Regions from separate parts of the Sus scrofa genome. Here regions 1, 2, 3, 4 and 5 are each linked to region 6. Evidence: chromatin contacts called from public HiChIP or PLAC-seq data. All regions are on one chromosome and are shown on one strand. Each heading gives the region's core, a stretch centred on a gene start, on an enhancer-like site or on the middle of the called end of the contact. The rest is flanking DNA. Distances are from core to core; before and after follow the strand shown. Region 1 overlaps RUNX1 (runt related transcription factor 1). Region 2 overlaps RUNX1 (runt related transcription factor 1). Region 3 overlaps RUNX1 (runt related transcription factor 1). Region 4 overlaps RUNX1 (runt related transcription factor 1). Region 5 overlaps RUNX1 (runt related transcription factor 1). Region 6 has its middle 410 kb from the start of SETD4.

The links. HiChIP or PLAC-seq counts read pairs in DNA pulled down with a chosen protein or histone mark.
Region 1: an H3K27ac HiChIP or PLAC-seq map of alveolar macrophages shows a contact between it and region 6. The contact joins two enhancer-like sites. A contact is called at or near these places in 2 of 2 datasets of contacts at active chromatin or transcription factors (alveolar macrophages and skeletal muscle).
Region 2: an H3K27ac HiChIP or PLAC-seq map of alveolar macrophages shows a contact between it and region 6. The contact joins two enhancer-like sites. A contact is called at or near these places in 1 of 47 Hi-C or Micro-C datasets (embryonic fibroblasts) and 2 of 2 datasets of contacts at active chromatin or transcription factors (alveolar macrophages and skeletal muscle).
Region 3: a contact with region 6 is called in an H3K27ac HiChIP or PLAC-seq map of alveolar macrophages. The contact joins two enhancer-like sites. A contact is called at or near these places in 2 of 2 datasets of contacts at active chromatin or transcription factors (alveolar macrophages and skeletal muscle).
Region 4: an H3K27ac HiChIP or PLAC-seq map of alveolar macrophages shows a contact between it and region 6. The contact joins two enhancer-like sites. A contact is called at or near these places in 2 of 2 datasets of contacts at active chromatin or transcription factors (alveolar macrophages and skeletal muscle).
Region 5: an H3K27ac HiChIP or PLAC-seq map of alveolar macrophages shows a contact between it and region 6. The contact joins two enhancer-like sites. A contact is called at or near these places in 13 of 47 Hi-C or Micro-C datasets (alveolar macrophages, embryonic fibroblasts, fetal heart ventricle and 8 more) and 2 of 2 datasets of contacts at active chromatin or transcription factors (alveolar macrophages and skeletal muscle).

The regions. Positions count from the first base shown.
Region 1 is chr13:198,406,762-198,411,523 of Sscrofa11.1, forward strand. The region is part of intron 6 of RUNX1 (runt related transcription factor 1); the gene reads right to left. Among named protein-coding and RNA genes, the nearest start is that of CLIC6, 160 kb to the left of the region's middle. Within about 2 kb of position 2,055, at least 3 of the 83 cell types and tissues checked have an H3K27ac peak or open chromatin away from gene starts, as enhancers often do. A contact at or near this core is called in alveolar macrophages, where this site is marked.
Region 2 is chr13:198,457,383-198,462,317 of Sscrofa11.1, forward strand. It overlaps RUNX1 (runt related transcription factor 1), which reads right to left. Exons shown (of 8, transcript NM_001246252.1): 4 at 4,295-4,451. Among named protein-coding and RNA genes, the nearest start is that of RUNX1, 180 kb to the right of the region's middle. Within about 2 kb of position 2,414, at least 14 of the 83 cell types and tissues checked have an H3K27ac peak or open chromatin away from gene starts, as enhancers often do. A contact at or near this core is called in alveolar macrophages, where this site is marked.
Region 3 is chr13:198,572,811-198,577,420 of Sscrofa11.1, forward strand. The region is part of intron 1 of RUNX1 (runt related transcription factor 1); the gene reads right to left. Among named protein-coding and RNA genes, the nearest start is that of RUNX1, 60 kb to the right of the region's middle. Within about 2 kb of position 1,976, at least 11 of the 83 cell types and tissues checked have an H3K27ac peak or open chromatin away from gene starts, as enhancers often do. A contact at or near this core is called in alveolar macrophages, where this site is marked.
Region 4 is chr13:198,376,910-198,381,350 of Sscrofa11.1, forward strand. All of the region lies in intron 7 of RUNX1 (runt related transcription factor 1), which reads right to left. Among named protein-coding and RNA genes, the nearest start is that of CLIC6, 130 kb to the left of the region's middle. Within about 2 kb of position 2,387, at least 16 of the 83 cell types and tissues checked have an H3K27ac peak or open chromatin away from gene starts, as enhancers often do. A contact at or near this core is called in alveolar macrophages, where this site is marked.
Region 5 is chr13:198,486,153-198,490,426 of Sscrofa11.1, forward strand. The region is part of intron 1 of RUNX1 (runt related transcription factor 1); the gene reads right to left. Among named protein-coding and RNA genes, the nearest start is that of RUNX1, 150 kb to the right of the region's middle. Within about 2 kb of position 2,794, at least 12 of the 83 cell types and tissues checked have an H3K27ac peak or open chromatin away from gene starts, as enhancers often do. A contact at or near this core is called in alveolar macrophages, where this site is marked.
Region 6 is chr13:199,180,068-199,184,803 of Sscrofa11.1, forward strand. No RefSeq gene overlaps it. Among named protein-coding and RNA genes, the nearest start is that of SETD4, 410 kb to the right of the region's middle. Within about 2 kb of position 2,649, at least 2 of the 83 cell types and tissues checked have an H3K27ac peak or open chromatin away from gene starts, as enhancers often do. A contact at or near this core is called in alveolar macrophages, where this site is marked.

The DNA.
Region 1 (4,762 bases), core at 805-3,304, 770 kb before region 6:
ATTTCTCTCTCCCTTTTTACCCTGAGATGTTCTTTTAAACACGTCCCTCTCCCGCCCCCACCCCGATCAAGTGTATGTATGCAGCCCTTCCCAAGATGCCAGGAGGAATCAGCACAGCATAAGTTCTCTGGGGCTTGATCTGGCCCTGGAAGAACTCCGGTTGAGCACATGAAGCTGTAGGGCAAAGAGGGCTTGGCTCTGCCACGGGAGCAAGACTTCCCTGTCCCAGACAGCGGAGCTGGTGACACCCAGATTAGTGCCGACTCACCCAGGCTCCTCGGAGACCTGCTTCACATGCCTTCCCCAGGGATGCTCGGCTCTTAGGACACCTGCGTGGTCACGCCCAAATGCCAGCACCGAAGGACCTTAGCGCATCTGCCTTCACGCTCCCGGAAGGTCTGAGCTCACCACTGCAAGGACCCAAATCCTGTTAACCTCATTGCACTGACTTATCGAGACTCAGATTCAGTGACCCTTGGGTGGAAGGACCAAGATGGTGTAGATAAGCCCTGTATCAGTCTGCGAAAGCATGCATTTTAAAGCTCCAGTTTCACGAGCTGTTAAGTGACATGAGATGCAGGGATCAGCGTCCCCCACCGCCTCCTTCTCCTCCCTTTTGTCCAGACTCCCTCTGGGTGAGAAAGCAAGAGGGTCCCATCTTCAGGAGAGAATCGCCTTTACAAAAGGACAAGGAATCCGTGCTAGTGATTACAACTGGACAATGTTTTTCACAATCTTGAAATGATAGCTGGAATGTTCTTCACTCTGAACATGACCCTTAGGGGGTGTGAAACAGTGATGGGCCCTGGGAGGGTGGCACTGGAGCCTGTGTCTGGAGGAGGCGGCTGTCTCTTCTGCGCAATGAGTGTCTTTCCTACACACACTTATTCAGGGGGTTGTGCCATAGCTCAGTTTTCCCTTAAAAAGGCTTATTTCTTTTACACAGTAAATGCTATATTGCATGCCCTTTGGGAGAGCTCAAATTAGCTAACACAGTCTGACGACGGTCCATAGCTTGAAAATCAAAAATCAACTGATAAGAAGTGGTCCGTTCCTTTTTCGCCCCCTATCAATAGTCAGGAGGGCCCAAAGAAACAGAAAAGAAACATGACTGGTCAATGTTTGTTTTTAGGGTGAGTTCCAGACTATTTTTTTCTTATTATTATTTTGTTTTATTTACTGTGGCCGGTAACTGAATCTCCAGTATCAAAACAGCAAATGTTCTGCCAGAAGGAGATTACGGGGAGAAAAGTCTATGGTCAGAAACTGGGTTTGTCAGTGAAGATTTTATTTACAGGAGTTTTGCAATCCGGATCTTTAATCTCCATAACAATTGGGCTGTTCTATGGCTTTGAAGGCAATTGTTCAAGTTCCTGTGGGGCCGAGGCTTTGCAAGTAAAATGTGAAAATGTAATACAAACAGACACTGAGGTGGCTCCTAACAGTTGGGAAGGCCCTGCCTCTGTTCATTTTCTCCTACAGGTCCGGCTGGGGCTGGGGTGTTCTGAGGGCCAGAGGGAAATAAGGAAAGACAGAAGTAATTACAGTGCCTCAGCATTATTTAAATCATACATGTTGAATTTTAAAGAGCCCCCAAATAACCGAATTACAGTGGGCCTGCATTTCTGTTCCATGATGTGAGGAGAAAGAATGCAAATGAGGAAAACCAGCTCCGTCTGGAGAACCACAACTGACAAGAAAACACTGGTACCTTTCTCTCACCAGAGTCGTTTTCTTCCCCCCTGCGTCATCATTTATTGTTTGCTGCACTCTTGGTACAAACTTCGGGTAAACTTTGATACTACTTCATGGCCACAGTCAAAGTCTCTTTTTTAAATATCCAAATGTGAAAGGCTATATCTTCGGGTGATTTGTAAATTGGGGACTATGAGAGATGCAAAGTGAATCACCAGCCTTTCGCAAGGGGTTTCTGGTCAACAGTGCCTCGCAATAAAGCCATTTGGAAGGAGGCAGCTTGTCCAAGACAACAGTGACAGGCCGTGCTCCGGGCAGTCACATTCCTGAGTCTGTCCCAACTGGCTGGCTGTGGTTGGTCCTGTCATCTTCTGTTGCTATGCTTACTCCCAGCCACGATGCCATGAGCTTCTGGGGGCCAGGACATGAGGCACTCAGGCCTCCTGTCTCCTGCTTTTCATGGCACCCATGACACAGGGGGCAACCCCTTTCTCTACCACTGTTGGGCCCTCTGGTTTCATCCGCATAGGTGCTCTAGAAAACATTAAGAAATATCTGATTTCGGGAGTTCCCATCATGGCTCAGTGGTAACGAACTTGACTAGGATCCATGAGGATGCAGGTTTGATCCCTAGCCTTGCTCAGTGGGTTAAAGATCTGGCATTGCTGTAAGCTGCAGTGTCGGTTGCAGCCGCAGCTTGGATCTTGAGTTGCTGTGGCTGTGGCTGTGGTGTAGGTCAGCAGCTGCAGCTCTGATTCGACCTCTGGCTTGGGAACTTCCATATGCTGCAGGTGTGGCCCGTAAAAGGAAAAAAAAAAAAAAAAAGGAGAAGAAGAAGAAAAGAAATATTTGATCTCATCTAGGAAAAAAAAAAAAAAAAACATACTCTTCTGGCTGGGAAATGAAAGTACCATGACACTGAGTTCCAGCCAACGATGGCAGGTGCTGGAAGATGTGACTGAGGCTCTCAGGCGTAAGACACAGAGTTCACATCTACCTGCCCATCATCTCTGTTCTGGGGAAAAGGACAAGGGAAAATTCTCTCTGGACCCAGTTGACACCCTTTATCCTTCCTACCTTGGTGTAAGGGGTAGAGTGGTGGCTTCCAAAAGGTACGTCCATGTTCTGACCCACAGAACTGTGAACGTGACCTTATTTGGGAAAAGGGTCTTTGCAGATGCAATTAAACGAAGGCTCTTGAGCTGAGACCGTCTTTGGTTGTTTGCGTGGGCCCGAGGTCTGCTGATAAGTGTCTCCAGAGACAGAGGAGGAGGTGACCCAGAGAAGGCCATGTGAAGATGGAGGCGGAGACTGCAGAGGCAGCCACCAGGTGAGGGAGACCAGGAGCCGCCAAAGGTTGGAAGAGAAAGGAACCTTCCTGAGGGTCTTCAGAGGGACTGTGGCGCCCTGATTTTGGAACCTGGCCCCCAGAACTGCAAGAGGATAAATTTCTATTGTTTTAAGCCACTGAGTTTGGGGTAGTTGGTTGCAGCAGCCACAGGAAAGGAATGCACTTGGTTTGGTGACATTGAGCATAAAAAAGAGCCAACAGTTAGAGAGTGTTCCTCATGGGAACACTGGCTCCGATGCCTGCTGCTTCACCTTTCACAGTGGCTTCAGGAGCTCCAAGTGCAATCATCACTTCCGCTTTGCAGACAGGGAAACTGAGGCTTTAAGAGGTTAAGTAATTTGCCAGAAGTCCTATAATAATGCGTGCTGGAGGCCAGTTTGGGGCCAAGGTGGTCTGCCTGGTGAGCCCTAGTTCTCAGGCTCTGCTATCTTTCCTGGCCATTAGATTTTCAGGAGGGTTAAGGACCTCCTGCTGTTTTATGGTGGATCTCCAATAAGTGTCCCAATTACAGCTTTGTTAAAAAGCTACTCTTCTGAACAAAACTTTTGTGTATTTGTGTGTGTGTGTGTGTTTATGTGAGAGAGAAAGAGAGCGCTGGGCCATAGATGACAAGAATAAGGGAACATTTCAGGATGTAGCCAATCCACAGAAGGACTATTTTATCATTAGGATCAAGCCCTAAAAGGAACCCTTCCTTCTTCTAATTAGGGAAGATATCCACAAGGCATTAACAACATGCTCCGGAAAACACGGTCTGATCACCTTGAACAACATCCATGAAAACATTCGGGCTGAAAACGCGGTCCCGCTAAAATGTGGTTTATGATGACTAGGGTGCTGACAGCTCGCCAGGTTGGCGGCTCCTTTGAAGGGCTGGTTTATTAAGTACTTAGCGGAGAGGTGCTTGTAAATACATCACAGGCATTCGAGCAGCGCTGTTCAAGGGAGCGCTGTGTTGATGCTGTGCAGTCCATAAATAGAGCGCAGAGGAAACGTAAGGCTGGCCGCCACTCTGAGCACCGCTGTGACTCCAGGCAGTGAATAGGAAGCAAGGCAGCAAACACAGCGCAGCCACATCAGACTCAAGCAACAAAGGCCACAGGCAGGCCAGGAAGCCAAGGCCCGAGGGCTTTTTTTTTTACAGTAAAAAACAAAGACTTTGCTTTCTCCCCATTCTTCATCCTCATTTTTAAAATATCTACGATGCAGTTCATTGGTACCAGCTTTCCAAACTTTCCTTAAACTCATAGTTTATGTTGCATCAGCCAAAAACATAGAAAACAGCAATAACGGAGTTCTCAATTCCTGCCTTGAGAGTGGATCCAGTTCTATTAACTTAGGGGTCGCTCTACCTGCTGGTGAGAAGGGGCAGAGTGTTCTTGTAGCGCCACCAACCTGCTTACATTCCAGCAAAAGCTCTTCATTTTGGTCCATGCCAGTGTTTATCCTTCTCTCCTTCCTTCCTTCCCTCCCTCCCTTCCCTCCTTCTTATATTTCTTTATTTTTATTTATTCCTGGGAACACCTGATTGGGGCTTGTTTTCTGTGTACAATTCTGATGTTGTGGACCTTGAAAGGCTCTCAAACTCTACTACATCTAGATAAGAGTTACTTTTAAATCACTCCTTTTTCATGTTTACAGCATGTCTCATAAGTTGATTTCTAGCATCCTGAATATTTTTGCTTCGTGTAACCATTAAAGGACCATTGGTGGATT
Region 2 (4,935 bases), core at 1,164-3,663, 720 kb before region 6:
GAAAGGCAGCCTCCTCATACTGTTCCCCGAACAATATAAGATACCTTAAGGAGGAAAGTGCCTTAAGTCACAAACATTACACAAATATGCAATAACCCAGATTGGAACAGGATAAATATTATGTCTGGGAAGACATCCACAGCAAGAATGTCACGAAGGAATTTCATTTTAGAAAAGCATTGGGAAGGGTACTCTTTTGAAAGTGGGCAAGATGAAAGTTGCCAGGAGGTCACCCTAAACACAAATTTCACCAAGAAATTAAACCTGGTTCTAACAGACAGGAGAACACACAGCCTCCCTGGACTGGTTGTAGAATTTGAGTTGCAGGTCTGTAGCCAGGGGGCCAGGCAGTCACTGGAGAAGAGGTTACCCCCTGGATGACAAAGTGGACCCTTCTCCTTTGCTAGGGACTATTGGTGTGCACACCTGATGGCCTCTCAAAGGTCTGGACCTGAGGTAGACCCAGTTTGAATGGGAACTTTCCAAACGATACATACCAGGTCCTGGCTACAATTAAAGCAGGTATAACCAAAAACAGCACAGGGTGCTAGAAGAATGTCCACCTCATTTGTTCTTCTATTTACTCATTTCCCAGCCATCTGCAATGTGGAGCACAGCGCTAGGCTGGCCCTCCACAGTCAAGGCAAAGTTTCAGATTCACAGATTCTTGCCTTGGGAAGAATCCTTGGAAGATCCATACATGAGGTTCAGGGGCCCTGAAATTTAAAATGGTGCAAGAATCTGTGTGTAGGAGTGCATTGGTTTCCCCCCAAGGATTTTCAAAATGATTTTCTGACGTTCCCAAAAGATTAAAATCATATTAGAAAAATCAGAAGGAAATCTGCCCCTCTTTACGACGTGGTAGAGGACACGGTCTGGCAGATTTCCTCTTTGGTTCTAAAATGAATGAACTAAAGCTGCTTTCCCTGATTGATTCCTTTCCAACTGATTAAGTAAATACTCCAAGTGGGATGACGCACTCGCAGATTTCATTGCTAAGATTTCTTCAACGTTTCTCAGCTGCAGCCATGAAACACTTTCTTATAACTGAAAATATCAGTGGAACTACCTCAACTGCAGATGTAAGCTGCCATCCACTGCTGCTAAGTCACGCTGCCAAAGAGAATTCCTCCTGCTCCTGACCTTCGATTTTCTGGAGGGCGAGGAGCATCCCAGAACGCGTGCTTAAGCATGAATTGTTCTGAACAACCCCAGGTGCCTTCAATGTCACCTCCCCTCTCTCCTGGGAGCTGCTATCTGGTCTTCCTTTGTAAAGGAACGGTCTAGATGGAGATACTGAATCCAAGAGGGAGAATTCCAAGGGTGAGATATCCCTGTAGGAGGCTGACGTTGTCAGGGAGAGAAAGGAGGGCAGGAAGGCAAAGGAAAGAAGACGCCTCAGCCTGCTGAAACCTTCACCAATATTTTGTAGGGGCCGGTCTTGTCAGCAAGCCCGTAAAAGCCGGATGGGCAGGTTTTCCCAGTTGCAGGCTGAACCCGAGGTTAGGAGCTGTGGTCCTGGACATGGGCCAGCACCCAGACAGATCAGTTTTGTAGAACAGAGAAAAACCCTTCCATGTTCAACCCCTGGCGATTTCTACAAGGTTTGACAATCTCCCGGGACTGGCAGCTGAGAAAAGAAAAGTCTTTTTTTTTTTTCCTCTACTCTTTCTTTGGAACTGAGCACCGAGCCCCTTGGAGGATCCACCAGACCCGTGGCTTTTTTGACAGAATGTGAAACTGGCACTGGAATGCTCGGATGAGCCAACAGCCAGGACCTTCCTGGGCCCCTGTGTGGCGTGTTGATGCCAATGACATAGTTTCAGACACATTTTCAAACACGGAAAATGAAACAGTGGAGAGTCTTTAATAAAATATTGTGAAACTTCTAAAGGACAAAATTCAGGGAGGACGCTTTAGACTAATTGTTAAAATGAAGGAGAATCATTTGCTCTCTTCCTAATGGGAAGCAAATTGCAAAAAAAAGAAAAAAAAAAGAAAAAAAAGAAAAAGAAAAAAAATCCTTGGCAGGCTTTGATGTTGACACTAGATATGAAAGAGTAAAATCAAGCTGTATTTTACAACTATGGGGAGAAATTATGAGACAGAGTCAAACTGGGCCTTTTGACAGCTCATTTTGTCTTGCACTAACAAAAGCAACAACAACAAAAAATCGCTCAAGATCACCAATACACGCAGTAACTGTAATTGGGTACAACATTCACTGTAGGTTCCTCTATTTTGGATTGCTTACTATCATGCGTGGGTAGCAGGCCCTGTTCAAAACAGATATTGTCCGTACATGGAGCATTTCAACTAATTTTCCTGCTCCAGGTTATCAGAAGACAGCCCAGCCTTGGTCGCAGCTATTTCACTCTGGGTTTTATGCAAACTCAAGGGCATACTGGCACGAATCAGGCAGCCAAATGCAAACAATCCACACCTTGGGGAAACAGTTCACTGTTACCCAAGTAAACACAAGCTCCTCTTAGTCACCCACTCAAAACAGAAATGGCCAGTGATGGACGAGAGACCAGCCTTCAACACCAGAAAAGAAAGCATGCTGCTTTCAAAATCTCACTCTTTATCACCACCAACCCCCTGGGCCTTGCCAGGAGGCACCACTGCCCTTCTTACAGGAAAACGTCGTTGGCATGGGCCATTAAAAAATTTCCCAACTTTCATAACCAAAACCTGTCCCGTGGACACCCACAGAGATGCATACTCTGATAATGAGTAGAAATCCATAGGAATTGAATTGAGATGGTTACTAGGCTGGGAGGTGTGGACGGGGCGGTCAGGCTTTTGTTTTTTATTGGCTTCTTAACCACTCTGCCAGCTACTCATATGAAGCCCTTGAGATGTTTTCTAAACACACATCTCTGAATCATAATGTGAATTCCACTTACTGAAAGGCAGGGACTTTTAATATAGCAAGTAAACCCATAGAATGACTTATGCTTGTATATCTTATAGCATCATTTGTGTTTCAATAAGTGGATATCATTTTCTTAACATTGTCCTATAATTAACATAATGATACGTGCTATGAACACATATTTTCAATCACGTTACAAGTTTTTGAAAATTTTCTCCACCTATGATTCTATTTTGAAAATGTCCCCGGCAGCTAAGATAGCACAAAAACAATAGCCAAAAAAAGGCAACAGTGCTTTTGCCCTCTTTCCTCTTGGACTAAACAAATTTCCCAAGAACATAGATTTTCTCATATTTCTGAATGTCTTTATAAAGAGTAATGATTACTCTTCTGTTTAAATGTCCACTGGATGTACTTTTAGTTTTTAAATACAGGAGCCACCTACTGTTATTTAGGTATTTGCCGTGTCTTTTTAATATACTCAAAATAACTTTTATTTGTAAACTTATTCAACACTATATTACAAAAATGAGATTTTCCAAAGAAATTATCGTATTTCCTTCAGTTAAACTGCTAGTACTTACTGCTACTTATAAAATATGACTTAGATTGTGTTTCAAAGAAAACACAATATTTGAAAATAACTGGAAAGCAGAGGAGTTTACAACAAGCCAAGATTCCTCTTTCTGCTCTAATACTCTGATAACAGGCATGGAGAGATAAAACTACACATAGAACGGCACTGATGAAATAGTTCCTGTGGATGGATAATCCAGTCTTTCATATTATTAGTATCTAAAATATTAACTGGGCCCAACCCCTCCTCCAAATAATAATAAGACATCCAAATTATATATAATAGGAAGGTCATATTGCCATCAAATTCACCAAACCAGAATGGTATGAACACTAATTCTTCCTATTTTACCATAAAAAATATCCTTACTTGAAACACATTTCAATAATCATACACTGCATATCCCTTAAAATTATTAGAAGTGTCATAAATAGTGCATGGATTCTAAGTTAAAGGCTTCCAGTCACTAGACTTCTGAAAATTATCAAAGAGAGAACCCCAGTTGCACAGTCCTGGTTTCTATGATGATAAGTTTCATATTTTTACAATTTAGTAAAGATCTGAGGCGTTTCCTTGAAATTCACAGTTCTGGTTTTCCAAGCTTCCAAATCAGTTTTAAGCCAATTCAATAAGAGAAAGCAATAACGTAAAGCTAGATTCTGTTAAAAATATTAAATTTTAAATAAATATTTTAAAAAGCTTAACGTAGCAATAATAAGGGGAAGAAATGACTGTGTTTCTAGGGGATCTCATCACAGAAACTTCTAGATGTTTTGAAATCTGGGTTTGTTGCCATGTAAATACTTGGTGTTTCAAGTTCAGTTTTGACAGACACATACCTCTTCCACTCCGACCGACAAACCTGAGGTCATTGAATCTTGCAACTTGGTTTTTCATGGCTGCAGTTGCATTTCTCAGTTCAGCTGAGTAGTTTTCGTCATTGCCTGCCATCACAGTGACCAGAGTGCCATCTGGAACGTCCCCCAGAGCCACCACCTAAACACCCGTCAAAGGACAAATGCAGACATCAGGCCTGTCAGAAACTTCGAGGTCACCTGCATAGCAATTATTCTAAAATTGAATGTATATTAAGTGATGCTTTTAGTTTGCAATGGAATAGCAATCAAAAGTCAAGCAAAACAACAGAGAAGTTATTAATGGCCAGATTTACTTTAAATTCCACTGTGTAAAACTATAAATGTTTAAATCATAAAACATTCACCTAACGAAGTCCCATAAGGTCACAGAGCATAATTGGAATAAGACTCACTATAACAAGGACTTTGAAAAGCTATGCCTTCTTATGGATACAATCATTGCTTCTTAATTTTTCATATGTAAGAAACAGAATGTCTTGTTTTTATCAGTTTCTAACCTAACCCATCTTTCCCTTGTCCACACCTCCATGACGGGCCGGATAGGGCTGATTTAGCCTTTTAGGTGCTTAAACTTAGACTTCTGCTAAAATTAACCTTGATGT
Region 3 (4,610 bases), core at 726-3,225, 610 kb before region 6:
TGCAGGGTCAGCAATAAAAGGGATGACTCAGCAGGCAGCATGCCTGGACCTTGCAGGAGGGAGTGTGTGTCCCCCAGGCTGGGCCTCCAGGCTGCTTTGGCAGCACGGCCAGAGGCTCCCTCAAAGAGCTACTCTCTTTCCCCACCAGGAAGAGCTTCAGGGGATCCTTTGGGGACACCTATGAGAGGTGCAAGGCACTGGATGTGCCTTTTGTCTGAAGATGCCATCCCCCTGGGGGTACCTCTCATGTGGTCACTTTGAGAAAGACACATGGAGCCAATTTCAGTCACTCTTAAAACTTCCAAGAAGAACAAAAGGCAAACTTTCCAAATATAATGAACTTGATAATGAACTAGAACAAAGAGCATTCTAGATATAGGCACAGTAAGTTAGCTGTGCAGTAGGTAATAGAAAATACATGGAGCTGGAGTTCCCGTTGTGGCTCAGCAGTAACAAAACTGACGAGGATCCATGAGGTTGCAGGTTTAATCCCTGGCCTCGATCATGGTGTTGCCATGAGCTGTGGTGTAGGACGCAGACGCAGCATGGATCTAGCGTTGCTGTGGTATAGGCCAGCAGTTGTAGCTCCAATTCAGCCCCTATGCTGGGAACTTCCATATGCTTCCGGTGTGGCCCTAAAAAGTGAAAAGAAAATATAAGAAAATACAAGGAGCTATTAGCGATGGGATAACACAAACCATTATTTGAAAATAGAACTATTTTGGAGAGAAGAACAATTTGGAGCTCCTGTGTTCCTGGTGACTTTCCACTCGATTTGCCTTCTCAGGTCAAACACCATTACTGTGGGGCACCATGGGGTTGCAGGAGAATACTGGCCTGTCTGCTCATTCCCACACACATGCACACCAACACACACAAGCAACAGAGGAATGGGACAGTGGTGGGCAGGGGGAACTTGGATTAAATGCAATGGCCTAATTTCTTCCACATCACTCATTGAAATTCCCCACTCACTCATTTTCCTAAAAGCTGATTTTCTCATATACTTTGAAGTTAGGCAAGTGGGTTTGAGGAAAGTCATATTCCCTTTGAGGTGTCTGCCTAGGAACATGCCAAATTATCTCAAGAGCCCCTTCAGCAACAGGAGAAGGCTCCCTGGGGTAAGTGAAGATGGAGAAAAATCCTAACCCAAGAAATATGGAGCTCATTTTGACAGTCATTGGATGGCTTAGTGGTTCCAGAGCAACCAGGGGAAATAAGGTTTTCTTGATGGTTGACATTCAAAGTTTTCATAAGAAAATTAAAAATATGATCAATATTTTATAACAACTTTAAGTGGAGTATAATCCATAAAAATATTGAGTCTCCATGTGTTATACCTGAAACCAATAGAACATGGTAAATCAACTACACTTCAAAAAATAAAAAGAATCTTAGAAGCAATTTCATAAATGTGGAGGAAGGGTAGGATATTTACCCAAGATGTAAACTGTCTAAATGAAATGATCCATTATCTTTTTTCCATCGGTGAGGGTCTCACGCAAGCTTTCCTGTTTTAAACTCATGCACATCTACATCGACAGTGTTTATGCTTGCAGAGAAATTGCTCAATAGATGTAGGTTGATCTAAAAAAAACCCCAGACATTGGTATTTGTATCTATATGAGATGATGGATGCAACGAATCTTATTGTGGTCATCATTTCACAGTACATGTAAATCTTTATGTTGTACACCTCAGACTTCCCAGAACTGTCTATCAGTTATATCTCAATAAGGGGGGCGGGGAGAATGGAAGAAAAAAAAAAAGCTGGCATTCAGTTCCAGCCTAAACATTGTTTGGGAACCTCTGTTCCTGTCCACCCTCAGAGACCTCAGCCAAATTCTGGGGCGGTTGGTTTGGTTTCCTGGCTGGAATTGCGACACCGTTGGGGCAGAGTCTTGTAGCTGCAGACAAGCCTGTGAACAGGGTGTCAGGAAGTCCGGGAAAGCATGAGTCAGCTCAGCGCTGGCACCCTTGGCATCAGGGCTCCAGAGGAAACTTGACCAGTAGCCGAAGTCAACAAAGGGTGTGAAGCAAGCCGCACAGCCTGGGGGAGACTGGAGGGGGGGCAGGCAGCTGGCTGTGAGCAGGGTCAGGGAGGGCCCGCCAGCGTGTCCCCATGAACCCCACACACCAGACTCCACCCTTCCCAGCAGAGACGATCCAACCCTTTCAGCTCTGACCACAACGGGTGGAATTTAATGACCTGGGAACTAATTTCTCGCTGGTTTGGGCAAACTAAAAAAGATAGAATGAGTAATGCATTAAAATCATCTTTTTTCCTAATTGAAAAAAAAAAGTATTACAATTCTGTTTGAGACTTGACGTCTTTGGAATCAACATTGCAAACTTCTGGGAGATAATTCGAGATCAAAATGTGTAAATGCTCTCATTTACTTATATTCCTGCATTGACCTGGGCATTGTTTACAGCAAAGGCTCTTGGAACCAGGAACTAAGAGTTGCTTAGATCTTTCTGTCCCTTTTTGTCTCTTGGCCTGTACGTGTAGGTACAGGTGTGTCTTTATGTAGGTATGTCCTTGTATGCATGGTTTCTTCTATCCATCACTGCTCCCTTCTAGAATATTCCTGCCCCACCTTCAGCATAGACTCACTTTTTAGAATTTTGAACCCTGAGAATCAGCAGAAATTCCTGGTCTGTGTTTGAATATCTTGAACCTGTCTGCAGCCTACCCTTAGGTGTGGAGAGGAATGGAAACTCCGACTTGTAGGATGGGGGAGCAGTGGGACCACCCCCACTTCACAGGGCAGAGATCCTTCCCAAAGTACCATCCTGGGAGCATCTCCAGGGTGTGATCTGACTTAACCAAGCTTCACCTCCACTTCTGTCCCTCAGCCTTGCTGTGGAGCTCAGATGTAATGACACTGCTCCAAAGAGCATGAGAAGGGAGTTAAATTGTGGGCAAAGTGAGAACAGCCTGGGATAGGTGCAGGAGAGGAAGTGGAAGGAACAAGACTCTTAGGGCTGAGTCGAGTCTTAGGGCCCAAGACGACTGTGGGGCTGAGGTCAGAGGCCGGGGGGCTCCTACTGGAAGGGAAAAGGCTGGAGAGGTGGACTCCCTTAGTCCTGCTGTGCCTGCCTCTGGCCCTTGGCTCCTCTTTCTCAGACCTGCAAGAAGAGTCCATTAGATCAGCCCACCACACACATCTAGAAGTTTCTGAGTATTGCAGGCAACTCAAAGACAGAAACTTCGGCCTAAAAGCAGACGTTTTGGATCAATGTTGCCACTTAAATAACAGCTTGAAAAAGAAAATTCAGATCCTCCTCTCTTTCTGTCTCCTTCCCCACTTGACTTCGTAACCCATGTCCTCTCTATTAAAACTCTAAGTGGAAAAAAAAGTTAGTTTCACAAAGATTCTCTACAGAAAGTGTAGCTGTAAATTATCCAGAAAGTTAGGCATTTCTGCATCACAGCTTTCTCCTGAGCTTATTGCTTTTCTTTACATTATGAGGCCAGGATGTTAAAAACAAAAATCAGAAAAAAAAAATCAACCAATAATAAGATTTTAGACCCTGAGCAAGATGACATAGATGCTATCAAAATAGTTTGCAAAATTATGGAAACATTGCTACATTTTCCATAGGGTTAACTTTTGAGACCAAAAAAAAAAAAAAAAAAAAAAAAAAAACTAATTTGGAACTTGAGATTTCTTTGAAAAAAAAATTCCCTTAACCAAACTGAAGACATTTACCAGGGAGAAGAAAATGACTAACTTGTAGTTTCCACAATGAGAAACACATTCCCATGGCTTCTGGCCACTTTCTATCATTACGTGATGGGCTTAAATTGCATTCATTTATAATGAGTTAAAAATATGAATGAAATCTTTAAATTAGTCAAAATAACGTCATGCTTTAAACATCCTCCCCTGCAAAGATAGAGAGGATATTGGATGGCAATTGACCTGACGATTGTTTCTGAGGATCGATTCCAAACCTGATGGGCCCATATTTAACTTCAAACCAAGAGTTGTTACTTCACAATTAAAAAAAAAAAAGAAAAGAAAGCAGACCTCTTATTGCAGCAGCGAGATAGGGCAGTGTAATGGCTTTGAGCGTGTCTCTTCCTGCAGCGTATCTGGCCTTGAGTCCAAGGAGCCCCCCGCCAACATCAAAGGAAGCTTTCGGAGATGGTGTGTGGAGCACCAGATAGCCCCGGGAAGGGGGGTGCCTGGCCTCTGCCAAGAGGAATTGCTAAAATTAGACAGTGAGGTAGTCTTGGGGCTGGAAGGGATCTTGCTAATCGTCTGCTTCCATCACTGATAGAACCCGTCAGACCTTCCAGACCTTCAAAGAGAAGGGCTTATGCAACCAGCAGGAATGCCTCTCTGGTTGGAGCTCCTTCTATCTTAAACTCTCCATGCTGCTACTCCCATCAATTTCCTCTTGTTTGGGGCTCAGTGCAGATTGGTGTGGGGGCAGCCAGGCCTTGTGTTTTGATCCTGCCTTTCTAAGATAGTTTTTGGTAATCTGAGGCCATCACCTATCTGGTCCTTGCCCTTTGTCTGGGATGCTGGCCTGTGGTCCTCATTTTGGCCTTCTTTGTATATTTGGGATGCACATGAAAAGGGGGTTTGCAAGGACAG
Region 4 (4,441 bases), core at 1,137-3,636, 800 kb before region 6:
CAGGGAGCTGGTATGAGAGAACGGTAACATACAGCCTCGTGCAACCCGATATGGTGTGTGATATAATACAGTGCAGAAATAACATGCGTGATAGAGATATAATATTGGTGTAACTTCGAATTTGGCAAACCCACCTGCCAAGTCCACCTGCTAGCAATTTTCCTATGGCCCACAAGCTAAGAATGAGTTTTACTTTTCTTAAAATGGTTGCAAAAAGCAAAAAAAAGATTTCCTGACGTGAAAATGATATGGAATTTAAATATCGATGTCCATAAAGTTTTATTGGAAAGAGCCTCACTCATTCTTTTACGTATTATCTGTGACTGCTTTTGAGGTATCACTGCAGAGTTGAGTGGTCATGGTAGAGATTGGAGGGCCAGAAGGGCTCAGAAAGCCTAAAATATTTAGTATCTGGCCCTTTGCAGAAAAGAGCTTACCAGCTTTCTCTATGATCAATATATTAATATGTTAATATTAATGTAAAATTTAATTTTTAACAATATATAAGACGTATACAACACCTGAATTACTAATATAATGGATGCATTCATTGATTAATATCAGAATATATGCATAATATGTTGTCATAATGATAGTAATATATAATAATATAATACTATATATAATATTTAGGTTGAATCATAGGAAATTGCCATTTCTGTAGGCCTGGAATAGCTAAAAATTGGCAGTTTCCTATGATTGAACCCAACGCATGCCCTAGCAGTGACCACCACATCACTCTTTTCTTCCTTATATCTATCTTCAGATCACTCCCACATCTTTAGAAATAGGATAGCCTTGATTTCACAGGGTTTTCTCTAATATATATTTCACTGATTTGTTAACAGGAGTGGCTCCAGGACCTTGATTGGTCTACTCTGTTTTTGTACATGTTGAAATTTTACCAGGAATGGCAAAACTTTGTCTATAAAACACATTGTTTTAGGATTATGGCATTTACAGTTTCACAGACCAGATTGACTTTGGCTGTCTTTTGTTGCGTCTTTCTACAGTTTTCTTAACCACGGGCTGCCAAAGTCCTGGGGGGTTTGGGTGCCAGGATGGGTTTCCTGTGTCCTGTAGATCAGTTTCCTGACAGTGGCACTACTGGTATTTGGGGCCAGACTTGCTGCGGCAGTGGGGGGGGGCTGTCCAGTGCATTGTGGGATGTTTGGCAGCATCCTTGGCCTTTGCCCACCAGATGTCAGTAGTGCCCTCACTCCCCCCATTGTGACAACCAACAAGGTCTCCAGACTTTCCAGCTGTCCTGGTGGTAGGGGTGAGGGGAGCAAAAATACCCCCACTGAGACCTACCACTGTGGATGTAGGATGGTGTCCTGGGGTAGTTTCTGTTCCTTAGAATTAATTATTCATTAAATGACCAGGCCAGGACTATAGTCTTTACGTCAGCAACAAAACAACAGAGACAAGAATTGAATGTTTTAAAATTTATAAGTTCTCAAATCAACATAGAAAATAACTCCAAGCTCAGGATGGCATGTGGCCTGTGTCCTTTTGTGTATAGGCCCACAGAGAAACTTGATGGAGCCAAGAGCTAGCTCTGAAAGGAAAGCTACCGGGTGAATTAATCTCTTTTTGGAAGGCATCGGCTGTTGATCAACTTCCTCATATTTCAAGTCTGTTATTCCAGCAGGGAGAGCTAGTGTTCTCTCTCTCTCTGTCTCTCTCTCATCTCTCCTCTCTCCCTCCCTCTCCTCAGCCTTCCTTCCCTCCAAATGAACTCCTCTGTAAATTTGGGGTGCATGTGATGAGGGGATATACTCCTCATCAAAAAGGTAATTAAAGTTTACAGAAACAACCGAAGTCTGCGGCAGATCTCTCCACTAATGAGGAAACCAGGAGTCTGACTTTCAAACAAACACTCCTGTTAATCTTTTCAAAGCGAGTCAGACATGTGGGTAGGGGAAAAAGTTGTAAACTGACAGTGGTTCTAGGGCCGCCCTTCCACGGACACTCTCTAGCTCATCCTGAAGCCAGGCCGCACCTCATTCCACAGGGTTCGTCCCTGCCCACTGGGGCCATCTGTGAGCAAGCCCCTGTCACTTGTTTTTGCTCACACAGAGAGCCGTGACATGCTTGAGAGTTAACAGGAAGCTTTACTCCATTTTTCCAGTTAAGATTTCTATAGTCCAGGGAGAAGCCGAGGTAGGAGGAAAAGCATTAGGCAAACACAATTTGTTGTCATCTGATGCAATATTCCGGACACAAATAAATGACTCCACCCATTATTCCTCTTGCTTCATTTGCCCTGAGACAAAAAGGTGAATCCACTGGAAAATGAATGAAAGGTCACCCTGTTTCATGACGGTGTCTGGACATGCTCTGCCAGTCTGTTCCAACCACTACATGGTAACCTGGTGATGGCAGCAAGTTACTGGAATCCTCAGTGAGTCCGTGGTTTGTCACGGACATAAGTAATGGAATGATGTGACAGTCTCAGCTGTCAGGGGAAAATAGCTCTTTCACTTGTGGGCACAGTATCTGTAAGATCTTAGATGTTGCCTGTGATTCTTCTTCTGTCTGCACTGTACCAATGCCACACTACAAAAGACCATCCATTTGGTCTAATTATCCTTTATATATATATTTTGATAACAGAATAGCTTCGGCCCTCTAGATAGGCTCAGACTCAATATACCTATTCACCTATTTGTTTTCATTTTTATGTCCAATTGGATTCCCCCTACCAAGCCCCACCAATCACGCACAGTTCACCCACCCTGCCTTAGCTCGTTTGTCCTTTTGGCTGGCTTGGTGCCCCCTTACTCAGTGGTAGTGTTGGCAGAGATGGGGACCCCTCATATTCCCAGGGAGCTTTTAAAAAGTAGGAAATCTGGGGATTAGGCGGTTCAGGCATTTTAGTTGGGATTGTTTCCCTACCGATGGGGCTAAATATTTGCCATGGCAGCTCAAGTCTTCCTTCTGCAGCTCGATGTGGATGAAAGCAGACCCACTCTGGGCCCCTCCCACTGCCCCCAAAGGATTAAACAGCCTGAGCAGATAATGGCTGCCTTAAAAGGATCTTTTGCATGACTCAGATTAATGCATGCTGTCTGTCGCCCAGGTTGGCAGCTAAACATTATTTAAAAAGAAAAAAAGAAAAGAAAACCTCCAGATGACAACTCTTTTCAGACAAGGTGTGGAGTCTGTCTACAAAGGGAAGAGAAAGAGACAGAGCACAGGTCCCTCCTGCAAAAGGAAGCCCAGGTGGGGCTGGGGGGTGGATTCAGGGAAAGCTGGCTCAGAGCTGTGCAGGCTCTCAAAGCTGGCCGCCAGGCAGCCACTTTTCTTTTAAGTATCCCAACCCCCTCCTGCCCCCAGGCGGATGACAACACTTTTCAGGCCTGGGCTCCAGGCTTGGTTTCTCAGAGGGAGAGCTGCCAAGTTGAAGAGCAGTCTCCCATGCTGTTCTCTGCCACCGGTGAAAGCACCTCTGGAATTCTCCCAGGCCCACCCTCCAAGACAGCGCAGGGTCATGCTTGGGTGCTGAAATGGGTCGCCTTGGTTTTTATCTATTTCACACCCTCATGCTATAAAACGCCTTTCTATTACTCCCTGGCTAACTGAAGTCCAGACTATTCCCAAGTGTAGCTGTGAGAGGTGATTTGAGAGTGCACATGCAACGTCCCTGTGGAAAGAGAAGCCCCCCTTACATCTGAACTGGTCAGTTGGAGCAGCTAGAGTTCTTGGATTTAAGGTGCCCACTGTCTTGGGTGCAGACCAACTCAAAAGACTTCCACAATAAATTCGAAGGGACACACACACAGCAGGGACATTTCCAAGGAAAAGAGTAATTGCTTCAGAGGTAGACCATTGCCAATGGGCAGAGCAGCACCACCAAGAAGAAGAATCAATACGAGATGACAAACGCCTTTGGAATCAGACCAGTCCTGAGGGAACAAAGCTTCTAAAACAACAAGCTAAATGGACTTCATTAATTCCTATCCTGTCCCTTAACTCCTTGGCCCAGCAGGTGCCATGAAATTCTTGGCATCCATGGCTGAAAATAACATGGAAACTGGGCAACTAAGTTGACTTTCCTGTTTCACTACAGTGCAAAAGTATATGTGAAGGCAGTTCTCAAGTCGGGGGCAGTGTTAGTCCTCAGGATGCTTGGCAATGCCAGATGATTTTTGGTTGTCATGACGGGGGCGTGTTCCTGGCATCTAGAGGCCACAGACATTGATGAAGGTCCAGCAGTGTACAGGACTGCCCCCTACAGTAAAGAATGATCTGGCCAGTGGTGCTGCTGTTGAGAAGCTGAGAGGTATTCTCTGACTCTCTCAGAAGCTAAAGCATTTGGTGAAATCTCAAGTAATCACAGTTGTGCACAAAACACAATGTGGCTCAACACTTAAGTGGCAGACATGGTGCCTTTGCCCCCTTGCCCGCCCCCTAATCTGCTATAATCTGATGCCAA
Region 5 (4,274 bases), core at 1,544-4,043, 690 kb before region 6:
GGGGCCTCATCAAGTGTTCCTTGTCTCAGAAAACAGAGAAAGCCGTGGAACTGATTTGTCAAAAGAGAAAGCTTTCTTTATGCTAACAGGGTTGTGATGAATGGGCATATTTCGTGGACAATAAGAATGCTCTGTAACATTCTTTTAGAGCCTGAGCTGCCTTGAGCCCCAGGCATTGTGGCAAGGGCTCTCCAAGCATTAGCTCATTTAATCCTCTCCATAATCCTATGACATTTGGAACTATTATCCCCTTAGGTTTAAAGAGGTTAAAGAACTTGCCCTTGGCCACATAAGAGATAGAGCCGTGAAAGTAAGAACTTGACCAGATGCACAGAGAAATCTATCTGTGAATTATGTGTATTTAAAAAAAAAAAATGGAGTTTGTTTCTTGGGCTAGACCATAATGGATGATAATATGAGAAATTCTCTCCTTTTGTACTGTAGAAATTGACTCAACACTGTAAATCAACTATACCCTAATATAAAATAAATTTAAGTAACAAACCAAACCAAACCAAACCACACAGAAGCCCAATGTTGTTTAGCCCTTATTCAAGAAGTTTCAGAGACCATGACTTTCCAAAAGGACTCCTTTGCTTCTGACAAGAAGCCTGTCCCCACATCAAAGAAAGGTGTAAGCAGGTCCCCCCTTGGGAAGGTGACATAGGAAGTGGGCTGCTTCTGAAGCACTGAACCCAGATAGATGGATAAATATTTCAACGGCTTTTCCAGAAGGGTACTTAAGGAGGAGAGGCCATCTCAGTTTGGGTTTCAGCCCAGGGCCTTTCGGTTTAAATATAAAGTGCATTAAAGCCCTTTCTTTAGAGAGGCGTATGCCATTTTTAGGGAGCAGCCCCGTTCTCCTTCTGACTTTATTGGGAATACAAGGCAAATAGGTATCTCGGTGTTGTCATTAGTATTCATTATTTATTAGGTCTGGATGGTGTATTCACAGCCAGGAGGGTCATGTACCTTCTCAGAAGGCTTGACCCTAGGGACAGTGCTTCCCCTAGTGACAGCCTTAGGGGGCTCTTGACCAAGTGAGAAGAGCGTCATAGGAGAATGACACGCAGCATCAGAAACCCAGAGAAGTGCATCTCGAATTCTGATTTAGAAAAGAGTAGGGCACTGCCATGGGAAAAGTTTCTGAACAGTGACTTCAAAATCAGCTTGTGACCCATTCGTTGGTTTCAAATGCAACAACAAGGACATTATTACAATTATTATTATTATACAAATACAAGAAAGAAAACGAAATAGAAGGAAAAAAAATGAAAAACAGAGTGCTTTACAAGTAGGAAGAACAACTACTGCTTCCTGAAGCCCTTTTTTGATTGACAGAGCCATCTCCTGAGTCATGCATGGAACTTGCTTTCTACTGTTCCTTGCAATTCAAAAGCGTTTGGAAGCCTCTGGACTAAAATTTCCCTTTTTCTTACTTTGTGAGGGTGACTCGGCATGCGAGCCTCTGCGACTCTCTGAAGGTCCTCTAACTTCTGCACCTCCATCTCCTCACTGGCCAAGCCTAGAGCCCTGATGTTGTCAGCAGGTTATTCAGAAGACCACATTATTTTTTTTTCACATCTTTAAAGTCTTTATTTTTTGTATTTTTAAAAATTTTGTTGAAGTATAGTTAATTTACAAGGCTATGATAAATTTCTGCGGTACAACAAAGTGATCCAGTCGTACAGAGACAAGACCACACTCAACCATTGCCGCTGAAGCACTTGGAAAAGCCAGGCACAGCTATCAGTGGTGAAGGATTATTATAAAACAAATCAGAGTGGAACTTTTTTTTTTCTTTTCTTTTTTAGGGCCACGCCCTCAGCATATGGAGGTTCCCGGGCTAGAGGTCAAATCAGAGCTACAGCTGCTGGCTTACACCACAGTCACAGCAATGCAGGATCTGAGATGGGTCTGCAACCTAGACCAGAGCTCACGGCAATGCCAGATCTTTAACCTACTGAGCAGGGCCAGGGATTTAACCTGCAACCTCATGGTTCCTAGTTGGATTTATTTCTGCTGTGCCACAACAGGAACTCCAAGAGTGGAACTATTTTGAGGGCCACCCTTCTGTGGAATGACATCCGATTATTTTGGGAAGTAAGAAGTGTCTAAGCAGACACTTTGTATAATCTGTGCATTTATAGAGGGAAAGGGAAGTTCCAAAAAAAAAAAATGAGTGTTTTTTTCCCCAGGTCCCTCAATAGCAGCTGATCTGGGGAACCCCTGACCTGTGCATTACTGCCATGCACCCAAACCTGCTACTCTATCAACAGCTGTGTTGCTACTTTTTTTTTTTTTTTTTAAGAGGGATAGACTTGTGAAATTTTATTTACAGAAAATTTAGAACTCACGAAAAACTAAGTTGATTTCTCCCCTTTCAAAGTGGCTTTCCAATTGCAATCACATAAATTAAACTCCAGCTTTGAAGAAACTGCGGGGACTGAGTCATGAATCTCCCAGGAGAGGTACGGAGAACCCCTTGAAACTCTCGAGAAATTAATGCAATAAGATGCAAAGAACGACTGTGACTAATCCTCTACCTGAAACGTCAGTTGGGAAAGGATGTTTCAAACTGTATGGGAAAAGCAGAAGGGAAAATGCCCCTTGCCTCTCTTTGACGATCTAAACTGAAAGCAAGGGAAGAACCAAAAAAATGTCAGCCTAAACGTCCCATTTTGTCTCTCCAGTGGGAAAGTGTCGCGTAAAACACAGGCCAGGCCGAGATGATGCATGAGGTGGTTGCTCAATGCTGTGTTGTGACACTTCTTAACTGTCACCAAGGGCTGGCCAGGGTGGTGATGGTTGCATCAGTCCCTCTGCAAGGTGTTTCCTGGGCTTTGCAGACAGGGTGGTTCGGGGGCGGTACAATCTCTCTTCTTGTGGAGGCCAGATAAAGCCTCCTGCTCCGGGCCACTATCTTTCAGTGCTGAAGCTGTAGATAATACTGTTTCAAACCCGCTGCCCAAGTCCTGCTTTCCCAGTTTATAAGTCTTTATTGCTAAAGTCTTTTGTGTGTGTTTTATCAGACACATTTTATCGTACTTCTCCAAACGCCCTTTGTCAGAGTCAGCCTTTGAACTTTTGCATATACATTGAATGTGACCGAAGATTCAGGACAAGTAAAGGGCTTATCTTATAATTCTAAAGAAAGAGGAACAGAGTCATCGATCTTTCTGCTATAATAGATCTTCTCGAGGTCTGTGTGTGTGTGTGTGTGTGTGTGTGTGTGTGTGTCAGCGCTAGTGGGCACGCCTGCTGGGAGGACAGGAGTATAATTTGGCTCTGTTTAAGCTATTGTGCAACAGATAAGCTACACAACTAGTTTATGCCTGTTGTTTCTGCACAAATTAAACCTCAATCCTGGTGCAGTGCAAAAAATGCTCATGGCCAGCCTGTGTTGGATGGTGCAAAAGGCCACTGAGACTGGGCCTGACATTGGGGCCCTATTCACAGGACTCCCTGTGTGGACAGCACACCAGGCCAACTTCTATGTTCTCTTTTTGGGGTGAGATGTCAGCCAGGGCCTTAATAAGACTCTTGCTCTCCTCTCATTTGACACGGACGCTCTCTGGAACTGAGCTCCAGCCCTGCCAGAGGAATGATGCTCGCTCATGTTAAGTTCATCTCCGTGATGCAGCAAGCTGATGGAATCCATTTGGATTACATCAAATGGGTTTATAACATCGCCCCTCCCTTCTCATTTTTTTTGCATGTCTCACGTCAAACCCAACCCTGCAATTGTGAAAATCAACTAGGAAAGAAGAGATAAGGGACAGGTGAGAGTGGCACTGCCCTCTTCTCTGGGCACAGAGGCAACTTTTTTTTTTTTTTTTTTTTTTTTTGTAGGGCTGAACCCAAGGCATATGGAAGTTCTCAGGCTAGGGGCTGATTCAGAGCTGTAGCTGCCTGCCTACACCACAGCCACAGCAATGCTAGATCTGAGCTGCGTCTTCAACTTACACCACAGCTCACGGACATACCGGATCCTTAACCCGCTGAGTGAGGCCAGGGATCGTACCCAAATCCTCATGGATACTAGTAAGGTTCCTAACCTGCTGAGCCACAGTGGGAACTCTGACAACTTCTTAATACAGCTCACATGCTGCCCCAAATGCAGAGAATTCTGAGCTCTTTGAGGTACTACATTACACACAAAAAAAGAAAGAAAAATAGGAGTTCCCTTTGTGGCTCAATGGTGGCGAACCCGACTAGGATCCATGAGGATGTGGGTTTCATCCCTGGCCTCACTTAGTGGGTTAAGGATCCGG
Region 6 (4,736 bases), core at 1,399-3,898:
ATGTATAACAGAGAAAAATTATGAATTTATAGAAACCTAAAAGAAAACAAAAACAAAAAAAAAAAAAGAAAGAAAAAGGATGTTCCTGGTTTGTAAGAGTCAAAGCTCTGCCTCCCAAGGATATTAGGGCCATCAGATCAGATTTTGATTTTTAGTTTTGGTCTTTTTTTTTTTTTTTTCCGAGCTGCACCCATGGCATATGGAGGTTCCCAGGCTAGGGGTCCAATTGGAGCTGTAGCTGCCAGCCCACACCACAGCCACAGCAACACCAGATCTGAGCCGTATCTGAGACCTACACCACAGCTCACGGCAACGCCGGATCCTTAACCCACTGAGCAAGGCCAGGGATAGAACCCACAACCTCATGGTTCCTAGCTGGATTGTTTCCGCTGAGCCATGACGGGAACTCCCTAAGATCAGATTTTTAATTCCAACTCCTAATAAAATACTACATAGATAATTTTGACTAAATTGTTTAACCTCTATGAGGTAGTATTTTCTCCATTTTTAGAAAGGGAGAAAAAGACCCTACTTTTTTGTATGGGATCAAGTGTTCCAGTGTCGGTGAAGAGCTTTTGCATACTGAGAAGCAGTGGGCAAAGGCACAGAACCACTTTCATTTATCAGCGTATTTCCTAATGGATAAAGCTGTAGCATAAAATCACAAAGGTCCAAGTCCTTGTACAGTTTACTAAGGATTTGCCTGCTTAGTGATGTCAGAGGCCAAAGCATAAAAAAGCAAAAAGCTGGAGTTCCCACTGTGGCTTAACTCAGCTGGTTAAGGACAAGACATAGTTTCCTTGAGGACATGGGTTCAATCCCTAGCTTATCTCAGTGGGTTAAGGATCTGGCATTGCCACAAGCTGCAATGTAGGTCACAGATGCAGCTTGGATCCCATGTTGCTGTGGCTCTGGCATAGGCCTCATCTGCATCTCCAATTTGACCCCTAGCCTGGGCACTTTGATATGTCACAGGTGCAGCTGTAAAAAATAATAATAATAATTTTTAAAAACAAAAAAAGGAAACATCCAAAAATCCAGAATAAAATTGCAAAATCTTGTGAAGAAAGCACCTGGGGCTTTGGAGGCTTCCCAGATTCATCCTCTACCTGCAGTCCTCTGGGTTAAGTCTTCCCTTCACAGATCCCAGCCTGCAAGGCCAGACCTTCACCCATTTCCTAAAAATGCTCACGGAACAGCACACAGACAGGTAAGCGCAGACCCACCCATTTGCATAAGGGGGCGTGCCCATTCTAGGCATTGTCATTACCACATTCACCTGTCAGACAAGGTTAGTCGCCTGATTCCCAACTGGACTCCTGATTCCCCAAGTAGAACTCACTGGGCATCAACCATGGGCTTACCTGAACCTCATTTACTCCTCACAGCAACCCCATGACGACTTCAAGTACATACTCTCTACGTCTCTAAAGGGAACATCTATAGGAATGTACAAACTGACTTGTTGACACAAGCTGTGGTTTAAGCCCAGTCTCCTCTTTCTGCCACCTGTTGTTTATTAAGCACAGATCACATGCCAGACACTATGCCCAGGGTTTTCCATTGCACTATTTCTGTTATTCCTTCCCAGCTCCTACAAGTCAGGGATTATTATTATTCCCACTTTACAGATAAGGAAATTGACCCTCAAGAAATTAGTCACTTGCTCAAAGATGCAAAGCTGGTGTGATTTAAGCCAGAACTTACCTTTTTTCCCTTCTTTACCTCAGGATAAAATGTCCACACCCTAAGCATTGATTGCACAGGGCATTATTGAAACAACCTGTAATTATTGATCTACACAAACATTGGAAATGTCTTCCTAGTCTATAGAGTCTGATTTTGTTCAGGCAGCAATGTGTTAATCTGGATGATTTAGTTGGTATAACTGAATGGTGACAATCCCAATTGATTTAGCCAGTGATTAGTGGTTGCCATTTGACCTTACTCTGACCAAAGAGATGTAAGAAATCTCTTCTGGATTTACAGAAAAGACTTTTTCCTCCCTGACAAATAGGACATGCAGAAAAGAAAGCCCTTTGGCACCAGCTCCTCCTGCTGGCTGCACACAGATGTGTGAGGACACAGTGGTTGGAGCAGCAGCAGCCGTCTTGTGAACAGGAGTGTGTTGGGGGGCATTGCTCAAATGAAAGAGAAAGAAAAGTTTAGGAGTTGAAGTCATTGCTGTGCCTGGGACCAGCACCTACTTGCAGTTTTTGCAATGTAAATAAGTGTCCTTTTGATTTAAAACTCTGTTAGTATGTTTCCTATTTCTCCAAATGCATCCCAAATGATATAGTAAGTCAAATAAAAATTAATTTTTATTTATTCTGAAGTTGAAATTTGAGTTTGTTCAGTGACTAAATGAGTAACCTATTCTGTATATGGTCCTCACTCTCTAAGTCACCTAGAAGAACAATTAGTGACTTGGTTCTTTGTTTTTATAGGAGAAATCTTTTCTTCTACCCTCTTAGATCTTTTTATTGGGGTACTCAAACTAACAACGGATAGAGTCATGTAAGTAAAGTGCACAAGGTTCATATGATATGAATATCTTCTTTTTTTCTTTTTGGCTGCATCTGTGGTATGTGGAAGTTCCCGGGCCAGGGATTGAACTTGCGCCACAGTAATGACCCAACTGCTGCAGTTACAACACTGGATTCTTAGTCCACTGAGCCACAAAGGAACTCCGATGTTAACATGTTTTATGGGACACAGAGGGCTTCATAGGTGGAAAGTGAAAACTCCAAAGAACTGGCAAGACTCAGGAGCTTACATACGGCCTTAACAAAAGATGATAAATTTGTGGAGAAGTGACAAGACAAAGGAAAGGGATTTGAGTTTTTAGGTGTGATCCACTGCAGGAAAGTGGATAGGAAATACATGAGGGAAACTAATGGACAATGATGGTTATTTTAGTAAGGTTTGTGCTTCTGATGAGTCCATTCATCTTGGCATCAAACCCTACCCCCATCTCCCAGGATAAGAATGTTCTCTTCTTTCTGGTATCAAGAGATATCTTTCTCGTGGGAAATTTCTGTCTTGATTTTAGGCAGAAAGGGTGAGAGTGGAGAGCTGTTGCTCAGTTATTTACAGTTCAGACTAATCAATATCCCAAAGCAGCATATTTCAGGTGGATATGTTTTGATCTCCTTCACTTTCAAATTCACTTCCATTACTTAATTTTATATTTAAAATATAAATAATATATTTTATATTTGAATTATAAATCAAAAATAATTAAAATATTTAATTTTATAATATAAAATTACTGCTTACCTACCAACCTTAATTACAAGGTTTATTGCATTTTATATTTAAATTTTTAATATTAATATGTGATTGTTATAATAATTTAACCACTACAGAGATGTGTAAAACAAAAGCGAAACTTGCCCCAGCCTTAAAATGTACTGAGGGGTTCCCGTTGTGGCTCAGCAGTAAGGAATATGATTAGTATCCATGAGGACGGGGGTTTGATCCCTGGCCACACTCAGTAGGTTAAGAATCCGGCATTGCTATGAGATGTGGTGTAAGATGCAGATTCGACTCGGATCCCCATTGCTGTGGCTGTGGTGTAGGCCAGTGGCTACAGCTCTAATTAGACCCTGAGCCTAGGATCTTCCATGTGCTGCGGGTGTGGCCCTAAAAAGACAAAAAAGGTACTGAAACTTCTTTTTTTTTTTTTTTTTTTGGTCTTTTAGGGCCACACCCATGGCATATGGAGGTTCCCAAGCTTAAGTTAGAATCAGAGCTGTAGCTACCGGCCACAGCCACAGACAGCCTCAGTCACGGCCATGCCAGATCCGAGCAGTGTCTGCGACCTACCCCACAGCTCACAGCAATGCTGGATCCTTAACCCACTGAGCGAGGCCAGGGATCAAACCTGCATCCTCACGGACACTAGTCAGATTTGTTTCCCCTGAGCCACAACAGGGACTCCTAAAACTTCTATTAATAATTAGAAAATTAATTTAGGTTTGAGCCTCATCCATGTTGTGTATATGAGTAGTTTTTTCATTTTTATTAATGAATGGCATTTCACTGTACGAATAAAATAATAGTTTGATTACTTATTCTCCTGTTGAGAAACACTTAGGATATTTCCAGTTTGGGGCTGTTATCAACATTCTTTTACAAATTACTTTAGTGGAGCTTTTTCTTTAGGGTAGAAAACAGGCAAAATTAAGTCACCAAGTTAGGGAGTTACCATTGTGGCTCAGTGGGTTAAGAACCCTATGCGTAAACATGAGGATGCAGGTTTGATCCCTGGCCTTACTCAGTGAACTAAGTATCTGGTATTGCCGCTATCTTTGGCATAGGTCGCAGATGTGGCTTGGATCTGGCATTGCTGTGGCTGACAGCTGCAGCTCCGATTCTACCCTTAACCTGGGAACTTCCATATGTTGCAGGCGTGCCCCTAAAAAGAAAAAGGGGGGAGCGGGGAACTGTAAGGTCCTATTAAAAAAAAAAAAAAAAAAAAGTTATCAGGTTAGAAATCAGAACAGCGTCCCTAGAGGTGGCACAAAGGAACTTTCTGAGATCATGGATATGTTCTATTTCTGACTGATGTAACTATACAAGTGTATACATTTATCAAAACACGTCAAACTGTGCACTTCAATGTCTGTAAATTATGCACCATTTATAAAAATCATAAAAGAGAAAAAAAGCCCATAAGAGTGTGAGGTTGCAGTGAACAAAAGGAACCCATTCCAACAGCCTCCACTAAAGTC